Regions from separate parts of the Macaca mulatta genome. Here region 2 is linked to region 1. The links are chromatin contacts, called in public Hi-C maps. All regions are on one chromosome and are shown on one strand. The core of a region is the stretch at or near the end of the contact, and the rest is flanking DNA. Distances in the headings are between cores, read along the strand shown. Region 1 holds the start of GDF11 (growth differentiation factor 11). Region 2 holds the start of SARNP (SAP domain containing ribonucleoprotein).

Region 1 (7,057 bases), core at 2,661-5,160:
TATTCATACTGTGTCTGTTTTGCTCACCATTGTAGCTTTAGTGCCTCCCATAGTGGCAGACAGCACTCAGTAAATACGCAGTCAATGAACTCCCTAAACTCCCAATCTTAAATTATACAGGCAAGTGCCTGAAAGTTCTTCCTGGCATCTAAATTCTGTTCTTTGACTATAATTGAAGTGGGTTTAATCACTGCCTGATTCCTTACTAACCACTATATAACTTTACTAAACTTCTCAGTGTGATATAATTCTTGCTTCACATAAGTGCTAAGCATTAACTAGAGAATGTGAAAATAGAAAACGAACAAACCAACATTTATTGAGAAGCTACTACTATTTTCACATTCTCTACTAAGCTCTAAACATAACCCTCCCTCTACCTAAGCTGATCCAGGGTTTGAAGATGAGGGCTACATCTAAGTCTTTGGTTCCATGTACTTGTCCCCCAGTGGACAGGGGACAGTCAGTGCTACAAGGAGGTAGGGCATAGGGAAAAAGGAAAGAGCAGAGAGAAGAGCCAGGGGAGAGACTGGAGATGGTGAGGGAGATGAGTTAAGAGTTGAAGGCAGATGAGTAGATATAGGGGGAGAAATAGAGGCTAGAGTGGAAAAATGCAGGGGATAATCATGGCAAAGGGAGAATAAGTTTGGGAGTTTGAGAATCCTGATGCGGGGGCAGTGATAGAAAGGAGTGGGTGATGGTTAGAAAGCTAAAGGTGGGAGGAAGCTAAACCTAGTGGGGTAAAGGAGAGAAAGGATAGAAAGGGTACAGACGGAGGAACAAAGGAGAAGCAGGTAGAGCCACAGAGGGAAACGGGGCTTGAGAGAGTCCCCAACACACATATGCCGAGCTCTGATGGGGAGGAAAAGGGGCCACATCTGTGTTGAATTGATCGGGCTGGTGGCAGGCAGCAGGTCAGGTTTAGTAGGCGGCGCTGGTGGGAGAGAGAGGTCACTGCACTATTTTCAGCAAATGCCCAACCCCCTCCCTGCACACCACCTCCCCTTCCCCCTACCCTAACCCCCCCCAACACACACACTCCCAACCATGGCTGGAAGGCCTAAGGGCAGGAGGTTGGGCTGAGAGGGCAGGGGCCTCTTGGTGTGGGGAGGAGAGAAACTCAGGGGCTGGGCTTGGCTCCCAGAAGGGCAGGGGGCTGGGTTCCCAGGATGAAGGCTCGGTGGGAGAGCCTGAGAGGGTAGAGGGAACTAGGGCAGGCAGAGCAGCCTAGGAGAGGTGGGGGCTGGGGTCCAGGGTTGAGGGCTGGGGGAGGGGAGGGAGGGGGAGGGGAACGGAGGCCATCTCTGCTGACAAACACCTCCCCCGATTAGCAGAGCACAAGTCTCTTATTAAAGCGGGTCCCTGGGGATTAGACTATAAAAGTCTCTTTTTCCTTTTCCCCTCTCTCCCTCCCCTCCCCTCCCCTCCACTCCCCCTCCCTCTCTTAAGAGCTCAGCTAGGCTCTTAAAGGGGACGTACAATACCTGGCCGGAGACCCAGTTCCCTACTTGCACAAGTCCTGGGGTGGCACCAGAGTGGAAGTTGGGATGGGATCCCACCAGCTAGTGTCCCCTCCCCACCCACCCAGGCCTCACCTGCACAGCCCAACTCATGTAGGCAGGGTCCCTTCATTTCGTGTATTCCCATTGCCAGAGCTAACTCTGGTGGGCTCGGGCCTGTTGGTTAAGGGATGCTAAGGATATTTAGGGGCAAGGGGAAGTCCACAGCCCCATCACCCATCCTGGAAATCTTCACACACACTACACCACATAGACTAGAGTATCTTTTCCCTCTGTAACCTTCATCTTCCAGCAAACTCTTGATCTGAATTCCTCTATAACTCTGTTTCCTAGAAACCCCACCCCCTACCCTCAGTCGATCTGAGACTGATCCTACTAGCTTCCATAAGCAGAAGCCTTAAGAATAGAAGGGAAACTGAGGAACCCGAGACCAGATCCCCATGCCTCCCACCCCCACAGCCAGTTAGTTTCCTGGTTCTTTGAGCTTAACAGCCCCGACCAAGTATTGTGGAATTGAGAGGTCTGCAGAAATACCAGGGGCAGTGTGAGGCACTCAGCCTCCCAGATGCACACCTGGGTTCCTGTGCCTCTCCCATGGGGGTGGGCCACTGGGACTCCCCTCAGCCCCCAGCTTTTTATGACCCATCTGCCAATAAACCAGTCTCCCCCGTCTTCTGTTCACAGCCATAAAACCAAACTCTGTGTGTGTTGCAGGGGGCTGTGGGAAGGGGGGAACCTTGCCAAACCACTAGGGAATAAGAGAGGCCTGGTTCCCTGTAGTTGGGGAGGGGGGAGACCTCAGTGGGGGAGGAGGAGAAGGAGTCACCTGACCCTAGGGAGAGCTGGAAAGGGCGGGGGTGGGGGGACGGGTGTAGTATTCGCCTGGATTTTCCAGGTCATAAAATTTCAAAGCAGCTCATGTCTATTATATATGTTCATCTTCCGTTTGGTCAGGGGCTCGGATGCCTGGGTTCCCGCTCCCCCATCTATTCTTTCTCTTTTTTCCTAGGTCTTCCTCTCTCTCAAGTCCAGCTGCGGTAGGGGCGGGCAAATAAGGGATGGAACACTAAGGTTTGAGTAGCCAATGAGTGTCCTTAGCCCCCAGCGCAATGGAGTTGAGTTCTCTGAGCTCGGTCAGTATCAAGAAGGCACAGCTTTTCCACCCCTTCGGATACCCGGTCTGAGACAAGGCTCAGGATGGAAAGGGTGCCAGCTGGGTTGCCAGGAGGTGTACAGGCTCTGGGACCCTATTCTTGGGAGAGAGCACACAGTTCTCTGCAGCCGAGTGGGCACGCTGCGAAAGGAGCACGGAGTGGGGAGTTAGCGCCAGGGCCACTGGGAGGCAGGGAGCACTGCAGTCCAGCTGGGGCTGCGGGGGTCCTGCAGCCTCCCGATTCTGTTCTCCAGCCTCCCAGCCACGGCTCTTCAGGACAGAGTCGCTGCCCAGCCCCAGCTTCCCCGGACTCCAACAACGGTCTTTTTCGCATACTGGGGGTGGAAGGCAGTATCTCGAAACCCGCCCCATTTCCCCCCGCCCCAACCTCCGGAAACTGGGCGTGCATACAACTTTGCAGCCCATCTCCATCGCTCGAAAAACTTCTATGAAGTAGCCCCCGCTCCCTAATTCGTCAAGTTTTCGCAGGAAAAGCTTCCGGGCCGGGGCAGCAGGGAGCGCCCCGCTTGGAGCAGAAGGCGCCCATCGCGGGGCCAGAGCCAGCACCCCACTGCTCGCGCCCCGCAGCCCACTTACTCTCCTGGGCCATGCTAATGACGGTCTCGGTGGTGGCGTGGTACTCGTCCTCCTCCAGGAAGTCCTCGGGCTGCAGCGCGTCGCCCTGGAAGTCGTGTAGGTCCAGGATCTGCTGCAGCGGCGGCGCCTTGGGCAGCAGCTGCTTCACCACCTCGCGGCTGATGTTGGGCGCCTCCTTGAGCCGCAGTTTGCTCAAGATCTGCGACTTGATGCTCTCTAGGCGCAGCTCGCGGCTGTGCTGCCGCCACACGCACACGGGGCAGCCGTCCGGCTCGGGCGCCACGGACGGGGCTGGCCGGCTAGAGCGCTCCCCCCCGACCCCCGCCGCTGCCGCCGCCGCCGCCGCCGCCGCCGCCGCCGCGGGGCCCTCGGCCGCCTCCCCCCGGGGCCGCAGCTCCAGGGCGAGGAGCAGGAAGCCCAGCAGCAGCGGGGCCGCGAGCACCATGCTGGAGGGGAGGGGAGGGAGGACTGGGGGGCGGGGACGCCGGAGTCCCGCGGGGAGGGGGCGGAGGGAGGAGGGAGGGAGGAGGAGGGGGTCCGGGCGGCGCGGGATTGGGGGCTGCCCGGCCGAGGGGGGACCCGGGGGGCCGGGGGCGGCGGGCGCGCGGGCGGGGCGGGCGGGCGGCCGGGGCGGGCGGCTGGGGGGGCCCGAGCCCGGGCCAGGCCCTTTATAGCCCCGGCCCCCGTGTCGTCAGCGGCCGCGATTGGCTGCGGAGCCAACAAAAGAGGCAGCGCTGTCATCCGAGGCGAGAGAGGGAGCCGGAGAGATCCGAGGAATAGAGAGAGGGAGGGAGTGAGGGAGCAAGGGCCAGAGAGAGATGAAGAGACAGAGATATGAGGGGGCGGGGGGGGGGCGGATATAGGGGAAAGTCAGAGCCAGAGAGACCAAGGAGAATCAGAGAGAAAAAGGGGGACGAGACAGAGATAGGAAAAGGAGGAGGAGGAGAGAGGGAGAGACAAAGGAGGAAAAGAAGAGTCAGGGGGAAGATGCAGAGGTGAGAGACTTAGCTAGAGAGGGAAATAGTGTGTCTGTGGGAGACACAGAACCAAGGAGGAGAAAGACTGGGACAACTAGTGGGAGAGTTAGAGTGGAGACAAAAATGGGGAGAAGAGGGGTACCACTAGACGGGGGGAGACAGAGGTCTACAGAGCCAGACCACAAGAGATCGGGGGTCATGGAGATGGGAACAGGGGCAGAGGAACACAGGACAGAGGAGTGCCCTGGGAAAGAGAGGTGGGGAGAGAAATCAGGATTGGGGAGGAGAGAGAGGGGCACAGACAGGGAGATACCAAGGGAGCCCCTGAGGAGGTAGGTGCAGGGGATTGGGGGTGGGGGAGAGGAAAGGCAGAAACTCCTGAGAGAAGGAGCCACAAGAGTCAGCCTCGGTGGGAGCACGGAGAGCCCAGGGGACAGAGGTGGAGAACTTGAGACCAGAGGAGCTCTAGCCATCAGAGGTAGCCCAAAGAAGATGCTCAAAGAAGCCGTGGAAGGAAGCATCAGGCTAGGCTCATCAGAGGGATTAAGGGGACTAGGAGAGGAAGAGGTCAGGGACAACCTAAGAAGGTGGAGAGGTGATGGGAAGAACTGAAACAGAGGGAAGACATAGAGCTGGGAAGACTGAGCTTGAAATTGGGGCTTAACAGGGCTAAGGGAGTCAGCTGGCTGGAAAAGGCAGGAGCTAGAGGCCACTGGGGGAGGGGTGGGAAGGAGATGGCTGGAGGCTGCTATACTTGAGGAGAAATCTGGATTTCTGGATTTCTAGCTATATCTTTGGATCTGCAGGGTCTGAGAAGTCTGAGAAGGGGATGGAGGTTGCAAGGGTGAGCATGGGAGAGAAGTCTGCGCTCAGATGCACGAGATGAAATACAGATGTGGGACCAGCCCTAGTCTTCAGGTGTGACCCTGGACACAGCCAGAGAGCAGAGTAGAACAGTACTAAGGTGAAAAACTGTTTTGAAGGTGCTTAACTTCTGACTTCAGGTTTTCCAGGCTTATTTCTGGATCTGAAAGCCCTGGAGCAATAGTCAAATCGAAAATGTTTGGGTCACGCTGGGTACGGTGGCTTATGCCTGTAATCCCAGCACTTTGGGAGGCCGAGGCGGGTGGATCACGAGGTGAGGGGATCGAGACCATCCTGGCTAACACAGTGAAACACTGTCTTTACTAAAAATACAAAAAATTGGACGGGCGTGGTGGCGGGCGCCTGTAGTCCCAACTGCTGGGGAGGCTGAGGCAGGGGAATGGCGTGAACCGGGGAGGCGGAGCTTGCAGTGACCTGAGATGGCAGATGGTGCCACTGCACTCCAGCCTGGGCGACAGAGAGACACTCCGTCTCAAAAAAAAAAAAAAAAAGAAAAAAGAAAATGTTTGAAGGAATCAGGTCTTGCTAATTTCCTGGCATCCACAATGTTTATTTAATAAATTGATGAACTTTATTATTGGGCTTCTCAGAATAGAGGGGCATTGGTTTCCTCTCTGGAATTAAAGCCCAATAAGATATCTTAAAGTTGGGCTGGCATAGGCATCAGGAGTACCAGATATAAGGATACAGTTGGGTTGAGGAACTGTAGTAGAATAAGGGAAGAAACTGGGGATCTGGGTATGAGGGGAGGAGGTTGGGTAGAGGTTAGGAGGACCAAGCTGGGCAAGCTGGGGAGCTTTGAAGAGACAATCCATTTCCATGGGCAACAGAAACTGAAACCAAAGCAGACTGGAATAAAAACTTAGACAGCTTGTTCCCTCCCTTGCTTTCAACCAAGACATGGGCATTTCAGTGTTTCATCAAGTTCCTTCATCTATAATATGGGGGTCACAATTCCTACCCTTAACTGGTTGTGAGGATTACATATAAGCAATTGATAGTGGCCTTCATGGGCTTCTTCTCTTTCATGATTCTTCCTTTCCTTTCTGATTTTCCAGAGCAGTGATTGCCTTTAGCACATATTCTAGCATATCCTATTTTCTAAAATGTTTCTCTGATGTCATTTCTTCAGCAAAATTGGAAAGGCTGTGAGAGCAAAGTTGGTGTCACCTTCTTCTCCTCCTCCCTTAGAGAAGGTAGTACAGACTTCACTTCCTCACCAAACATGTATCTAGTGGCAGGTGCAAAGATAAATGAGATGCAAAAGTAAGTAAGACTCAGCTCCTTTCCTCAGAGAACAAATAAACTAGAAAAGACACTAGGAAGGCTGGGCGCGGTGGGTCATGCCTGTAATCCCAACACTTTGGGAGGCTGAGGCAGGTGGATCACGTGAGGTCAGGAGTTTGAGACCAGGCTGGCCAACATGGTGAAATCCCGTCTTTACTAAAAATACAAAAATTAGTCAGGCATGGTGGTGTGTGACTGTAATCCCAGCTACTTAAGAGGCTGAGGTGGGAGAATCGCTTGAACCTGGAAGGTGGAGGTTGCGGTGAGCTGAGATCATGCTACTGCACTCCAGCCTGGGCAACAGAGTGAGACTCTGTCAAAAAAAAAAAAAAAAAAAGAAAGAAAGGAGGAAAGAAGGAAGGATGAAAAAGAAAGAAAGAAAGAAAGAAGGAAAGAAAGAAAGAAGGAAAGAAAGAAAGAAAGAAAGAAAGAAAGAAAGAAAGAAAGAAGAAAGAAAGAAAGAAAGAAAAAGAAGGAAAAAAGTAAACAGGACCAGCCAGAACTCTAGGCCAGATGCCTGGGTGTTTCAAGGCACTTCAAACATCACAGGTTAGAGAACTCCTCCTTTCTTTCTCCCTAAAATGTGTCCCATCCTGCAGCTTTTCACTTTAGTGAATGACAATCATCCAGGCTAGAAA
Region 2 (7,057 bases), core at 2,717-5,216, 76 kb before region 1:
TTTTAGTAGAGACGGGGTTTCACCATGTTGCCCAGGCTGGTCTCAAACTCCTGAGCTCAGGTGATCCACCCGTCTTGGCCTTCCAAAGTGCTGGATTACAGGCATGAGCCACCGCGCCCGGCCTGAATCTTGTCTTTTGACAATACCAAAGAAATAGGGGGTAGCTAGAGTAAAGAACCTAGGGCCTGGACCTGGGCTGGACAGTATATCCCTTTAGGTGTGGGAACTGGGTATTTCCCTGGGGTCTGTATGCCTTTGTCTTGTCATTTGCTTTTAGGGCAGATGACACTTTTTCCCACCCTTTTAAAGCCACAAGTCTGTCTTCTTTCTTGAACCATTTCAGGAGGAGCCCTCTCCTTTACCCCGATACAATATTTAAAAGACAGAACAAGAAAGCATGTAGCCCTAATGATAGGAGATTACTGCATAGAGTTCAGAGAGTGGAAACTGAATTTTCCCTCGACTTTCACTTTGTGGGTAAATCACCCAATTTTAGGCTCTTTTCTGCAAGGATGGCCAAAATTAATCATTTTTAAAAAGTAGATTCATGCCCACTGCCCTTGGGTGAGGGGGAAGGATGCAGGGGTTCCCAGAAGCCCCCATGTGATTCAAGGGTTTGTATTTTTTTTTTTAAGTTTGTTCATATTTGTATGTACATACCTATTTAAAGCCAGGGGATTATCTTTCTATAAATGTATAACTGGTAACCTGTATCTTCCCTCTTTTTTGCCCATATAACTGGAGCCCTTTTTCTCATTTGAGAATCCCTTCCCAAGAAGTGTTAAGCTTAGAGTGAAGGGCACCTCCTACTGGACCAAAGGAGAGGGGACTAGAGAATTGTTTTAAGTTTTATACATTAGGTCAGTATTCCATCTTCCTACCCCCAGCCTTATGAGGACAGCTCTCTGCCCTTCCTGCTGATTAAACTGCAGCTATAGCTGGAAAAAATTATTATAAGAAAAATACACAGCAAAAAAGGTGGTAGGTGTAGAAGATAGGGAAAGATGTAATCACTGAACAAGCTGCCCAAATGGCTTCCTGCTATGGAGGAGAGTGATTTGGCCCTTACCTCACCTGCCTTCCTGATTCAAAGAAACTTGCCGCTGGCAGGACTGGGCCCAGGAGCCCCATTTGCCAATCTCTTCTCTTCTTGGGAGTCTGGAAAAGGTTGTATAGTTCTCACACTTTCAAGGTGTAGAAGACAGTATGGAGAATAAGAGAAGGATGTTTTATAGTTCTCTGTTTCACTGCCTTCCCTATGCCCATGGAGCTGTCCCAAAACCCATCCCTCAGTATTTGTTGATGCCAAAGACACGAACCCCATGGAACTGGGGCAACTTCGGCAGCAGTACACTGAGCAATGAGGCTGTGTTGATGAGGAAGTGAGCAGCATCATACTTGGTATAGAAGCTGGCCAGGAGATAGCTGGGGAGAGAAAAAAATAGGGTGAGTGAGGTTGGCCTTCCCTATCCATATTCTTTTTTTTTTTTTTAAAGAGACAGTTCTCACTATGTTTCCCAGGTTGCAGTGCAGTGGCTATTCACAGGTGTGATACGTGTGGTACAACCTCAAATTCCTGGGCTCAAACAATCCTTCTGCCATAGCCTCCCAGGCAGCTGGGACTCCAGGCATGCACCACAGTGCCCTGCTCTTTCTCTTCTATTTTAAATGACCAGTTTTACTGTATATTTACTGTTCTAGATTATCTAAAACTATTCCAGCTATATCAACAGCATTTACTTTGGGGTTCAGGAGATAGCACCTTTAACTGGAGACTATAAGTCAGTATCTGTTAATTGCTAATGACATGGCAAATGACGGCTGAAGCTATTTGTCTGTATGACTGTTAAAGAGTCCTCTTTGCTTCCACTCCCTACAGTGTTTTTGAAGATTACTATCAGTTCTGCCTTGATTTACTTATTTTGGCAGTGTAAAATCATTTGGTTTTATTTGGCACTTATGTTTTCTAAGTCCTTTCATTTCCTTACTACCAAGGAGGCAGCAAGGAATGCTTGATTACAGCATTGACTTCTACATTTTACTGCTCTCTGTAGACTTAGAACTAGTATACCTTAGTATCTTCAAAGGCTTTTAGATGGGTAGTCTGTTTTTTAACAGCTTCCCTATGGGCCTTTCTCCCTGGCTCTTGGAGCTCTTTCTAACCCAGCATATCCTCATTTCCCCCATAGACTCACAGCACAATAGGAGAGATGCTGAGGAACTTGCGGGAAGAGGTAAACTGGAGCCCATAGTCCATTTGCTCCCAGTGTGTCAGTAGCCGAGCCTTTCCTTGGTCAGGAGTCTCAAAGGGTGTCCCTTTCACCGTATGAAGGAAGACATACATAGCCTGGGAACAGGGAAGGTGGCAGTGTGAGGGGCAGAGAGTAGTTCTTCAGTCAAAGAATTATGTTAAGATCCCAAAAGGAACACATAAATCCCCAAACAATTGGTGATTTTATTTTGCTTTTGGTCGGGAAACGCTGGGGTGGGTACAAGGCCGCGGTTTAGTGCTCACCAGGTTATGGATGACGTTGGTCAGGGTCCAGACAACAGGAATGCTGAAGAAGGGGATGCTGAGTAGAACCACATGCAGCAGTCCTACCAAGATGATGTAGGCCAGCCAGATGCCTCGGCTATTCATCACTCGAGTGTTGGGGTTTACTTCGCTGTGCGCCACCCCCACATTCATCCTAGCCATAATGGGGGATCAGGCAGGAGTCCAACTCAGTTTTTTCTCAACCCCTCTTTGAGCTTTCTCCCAGTTGTCTCTCAGATAGCCCCAATTCCCTGAACTCTATTGGGAATGAAGAACTTACCCATCACGCAGAAAATAAAAACTGAAAACTTGGGGAAAACTTTAAAAGACAAGAAGAGTCCTCACTACATTTTAGAGACACAGTCATTTTTGCTCTGATCTTTACACTTCAACTGTAACATGAAGGTGTACGTAGACTTGGGGCACTCCCTTCAGTGAGCGAGGGAAATAGGAGTATCTGACTTTCCTGAAGAAGTTAATAACCATAAAGAGGTCACGCACACCCAGTATTCCAGGAGAAAGTCATGGAATCATCAAAGAACCACTAAGAAGGGATGACAGAGTAAAGCTCACTCTGGTCCCCACTTTGTTCTCTGGGGCTTGTCCACCCTCTCTCACACCTCCGTGGCATGTAAGCAGTCAGCATCCCCATTACTTCTCTCAAGCGGGGGGCACGACAACAACTTGCCCACGGCTTCTGGACTGGGTTCGGAAGGCACCTGAGCTCAACGCCTGGAGAGATGGAGCCTTGGCTCTGACTCCAGGGGCGGCAGTGATTATCTGAACTCGGTTCTTTAAAATTGTGGTAGCTCTTAAGCTGTTGATGTCTGGTTAGGAAGCGGCTGTTGCCCGCCCCAGCCCCACCGCCAGTTCCTTAAGCCCGCCCCATGCCCCTCCCAGCTTCCTCCTCACGTTCGTCGGTATTTTCAGGGCTCCCTTCAGCGCTCCCCTCTCAATATTTAGGTCACCGCTTCCTCGGCGCCCCTTTCCTCTCCCACCATTTTTCCTCAGCAACCCTTACGGTCTTTGCAGCCCTACCTGCCAACTCAGATCCCCGTCCCGGCTATGGGCGCAGCGCCGGCTACCACACCTGAAGTCTCCAGGAAGTAACGCCTCCCCGTCTGCCCCTTTCCTATTGGAGGAACACAATCAGCGCTGCCACCACCCATTGGTTGGTGATCTGTAATGCAGATGCACAGTTGGTTGCCATTTCTGTCGTTCGCAAGATACAGTGCCCGCCCCTTTCCCTGTTCCACCTTTTGAAAGAGGTGGGGAAAGCTGCCTAGAGAAGTGAGAACGACGTCAGCTATTGACCAATGGGAAGAGTTGATGGTATGGCGTGGGAGCAAGAGTGACAACGATTGGTCGGTCTTGCATCTCTACGCCTAAGGCGGGAGCTCCTGGAGGCGGAGGCAGCGGGTGGGGGCCTAGTGGAGTGAGGGGTAACAAGATGGCGACCGAAACGGTGGAGCTCCATAAGCTGAAGGTACAGTGAATCGGGGAAGGGCTGAGTTGGACTTTTCTAGGAACTGAATTCTACAGGGTAGCTTGCGGCTTCTCCTACGTGTTGTCTTTGCAGCCTTTTCCACTTCGTTTTTCGGCTCCCACTGTAGCTCTTTTGTGCCACCCTTCCACACTACGCCTTCCCTAATTTCCCATTTCTCCTCACGGTTTTACTGCTATATTTATTTATTTCTGCTCCCTTCATCGTTGTATCGTCCGTCATCCTTCCCCATCGGGTTGTGTAAGTGCCTTCTACCTGTTATACTCCTCGTTGCTTTTCAGGGCTGCATTACGTCAGTTCGTCCCTCCTTTTTGCCCCATGTCCGACCCAGGATCCGTTTTTCTTCCCTGCGATGATGTTTCCAGTCTGTCGTCCGAAGCTGAGATTCGCCTGTTAGCAAATGGTGGCATTTTTGTATATTTCTCTCTAAATAGGTCCCAGACACTCAGAAAATACTTCCACTCCCCTTTTCTAGGTGGGATTATGCCCCCAGGCCGAATTTTGAAACCAGGGAGAGGCCTCTCAGAAAAGATCGGTCTCGCCTTAGAAGCCTGGGATTGAGGAGACCTTGAGAATAGTAAAAGTACAGACACCTCTGATTTAAAAGTTTTCGAGTTCTCTCACGCGGCTCTCGGCCCGCCGGCCTTCCTCACACACCATCTCCTACCACCAGAGAGAACTCATACCTGCAATATTTGGGAAAAACAGTTCCAAGGTTAAGATTATCTCTTTTCCATTTCATATCTCGGATGGGTCCTGCATCTCCTGGTGTTACCATTGGCTGACACTGAATCACAGAAGCTGTTTTAAATTGTCTTGTGAGAATCTTGGTAGTTTTCTCACACCTAGATATATAAAAACGTTAAAAATATATTAAAAAGCAGAAAACTTTAAAAAGTATTTTCTTTTAGGGTAAATTAAGATAATCTTGATTGTGGTTTCACAAGTAGTTTTCTCATTACATGTTTTGGACAAACCAGGCTGATGTAGCTGAAACTGAAAAGTGATCCTTTAAAGCTTGAAGAGTTTTTTGTTTTGTTTTGTTTTGTTTTTTGTTGTTGTTGTTTAAGAAAGCTTAAGGGTAGTAAGGGTAGGGAGAGGACCCTTCTTTAGTCACTTATTAGTTGACCCCAATTAGTCTTTCTGTGAAAGCTAGTGTTTTCTTACTCTTGGATTCTAAACTCTATTAGTGGATTTTTGTGTTATTCTGGAGTTATTGTTAACTTGATGGTACCGAAATGCATAGATTATATCAGTGGTCTCCTGATATTGTGATGAGTAAAAAAAAAAAAAAATTGAGCAATCATCTCCACTTTGTGTATATATACTGTACTTATAGAAATTGTATACTTCCATACTGTTATAAAACATACACAGAAAAGGAATTTTTGAATGAGATAAAAAGGAACTGTGAATAGAAGAGCTAATATTTTCTTCCTATTTGTCCTATTTTTGAAATCCCTGGAGTAAGTCACCAGCTGCCCGATGACTTACTTACATTTATAGATTGTGTTGGTTTATGGAGTTCCTCCTTCCATCAAATCTGTATTTGTCAGGTCTATATTAAATTTGTATTTGATTGGATAAGTAACTTTTACATAAAGTCCTCTGACCTGATTTTAGTGTTACAGTCTAAGAGAACATTAGGCACTCTTGACAGCCTAAAAAGAACTCGCTCTTTAATCACATTTGCTTGTCTTTGCTTTTTCTCTAGAGCACTTCTTAACCTTTTGGAGGTCACAGATATCTTTGAAACTCTGATGAAAGGTATGGACCCTCTCCCCAGAAAAAGGCATGTACACATATTTTGCATGCAGTTTGAGGGGCTTCATAAAACTACCTTGTAGCCCTGAGGAGTCCATGGACCTCTGGTTAAGAACTCATGCCTTTGGCTGGGCGTGGTGGCTCACACCTGTAATCCTAGCATTTTGGGAGGCCGAGGTGGGCGGATTGCTTGAGGCCAGGAGTTCGAGACCAGCCTGGGCAACATGGCGAAACCCTGCCTCTACCAAAAATGCGAAAATTAGCCAGGTGTGATGGCAAGTGCCTATAGTCCCAGCTACTGAGGAGGCTGAGGCACAAGACTCGCTTGAGACCGGGATGGAGGTTGCACTGAGCCGAGGTGGTGCACTGCACTCCAGCCTGGGAGACAGTGAGACTCCATCTCAAAAAGAAAAAAAGAACTCATGCCTTTGATTCTGATTTTTAGGGCAGTTAGTTCCACTGGCGATCTTGATGCAATGATCCTGACTTCTGGGTTGACTTGGGGTTTTATTGCCTTTGAAAAAAATCTTGGCTGGGCCCAGTGACCCACACCTCTAATCCCAACTCTTTGGGAGGCGGAGGCCAGGAGTTTGAGACCAGCTTAGGCAACATAGTGACACCCTGTCTCTACAAAAAATTAAAAAATTAGCTGGGCATGGTGGCGCACACCTGTAGTCCCAGCTCCTCAAGAGGCTGAGGTGGGAGGATTGCTTGAGCCTGGAAGGCCAAGGCTGCGGTGAGCTGTGTGATAATTGCTCCACTGCACTTCAGCCTGGGTGACAAAGGGAGACCTTGTCTCAAAAAAAAAAAAAAAAAGAAAAAAATATCTCCATTGTCATAAAGAGATTTTGGGCTTTGGTATGGAACTTCAGGGGAAGGGAATACCTTTGAAGCAGGAAGGAAACATAGTATGTATCTGAGTTGATATGTAATGTCATATCAACAGCAAATTTCTGAGGATTTTGTAGAAATGCATTTTTTTTTTTTTTTTTTTTTTAATTGAGATGGAGTCTTGCTCTGTCACCCAGGCTGGAGTGCCGTGGCAAGATCTTGGCTCACTGCAACCTCCGCCTCCCAGGTTCAAGCGATTCTCATGCCTCAGCTTCCGGAGTAGCTGGGATTACAGGCACGTGCCATCGCGCCTGGCTAATTTTTGTATTTTTAGTAGAGACGGAGTTTCACCATGTTGTTGGCCCGGCTGGACTTGAACTACTGACCTCAGGTGATCCTCTTGCCTTGGCCTCCCAAAGTGC

Evidence for each region. A called contact is a pair of places that touch in the nucleus more often than the background predicts.
Region 2: a Hi-C map of fetal cortex germinal zone shows a contact between it and region 1, with 2.4 times the contacts expected there. The contact joins the promoter of SARNP here to the promoter of GDF11 in region 1. A contact is called at or near these places in 3 of 14 Hi-C or Micro-C datasets (blood, fetal cortex germinal zone and sperm).

What each region holds. Positions count from the first base shown.
Region 1 is chr11:62,892,972-62,900,028 of T2T-MMU8v2.0, reverse strand. GDF11 (growth differentiation factor 11) reads right to left here and starts at 3,910. Exons shown (of 3, transcript XM_015151924.3): 1 at 3,271-3,910. The coding sequence starts at 3,715.
Region 2 is chr11:62,969,488-62,976,544 of T2T-MMU8v2.0, reverse strand. It overlaps SARNP (SAP domain containing ribonucleoprotein), which reads left to right and starts at 3,966. Exons shown (of 14, transcript XR_013401154.1): 1 at 3,966-4,022. ORMDL2 (ORMDL sphingolipid biosynthesis regulator 2) reads right to left here and starts at 3,644. Exons shown (of 4, transcript XM_015151930.3): 1 at 3,575-3,644; 2 at 2,516-2,690; 3 at 2,196-2,347; 4 at 838-1,425. The coding sequence starts at 2,689. The coding sequence ends at 1,290. DNAJC14 (DnaJ heat shock protein family (Hsp40) member C14) reads left to right here. Exons shown (of 7, transcript XM_015151920.3): 7 at 1-707.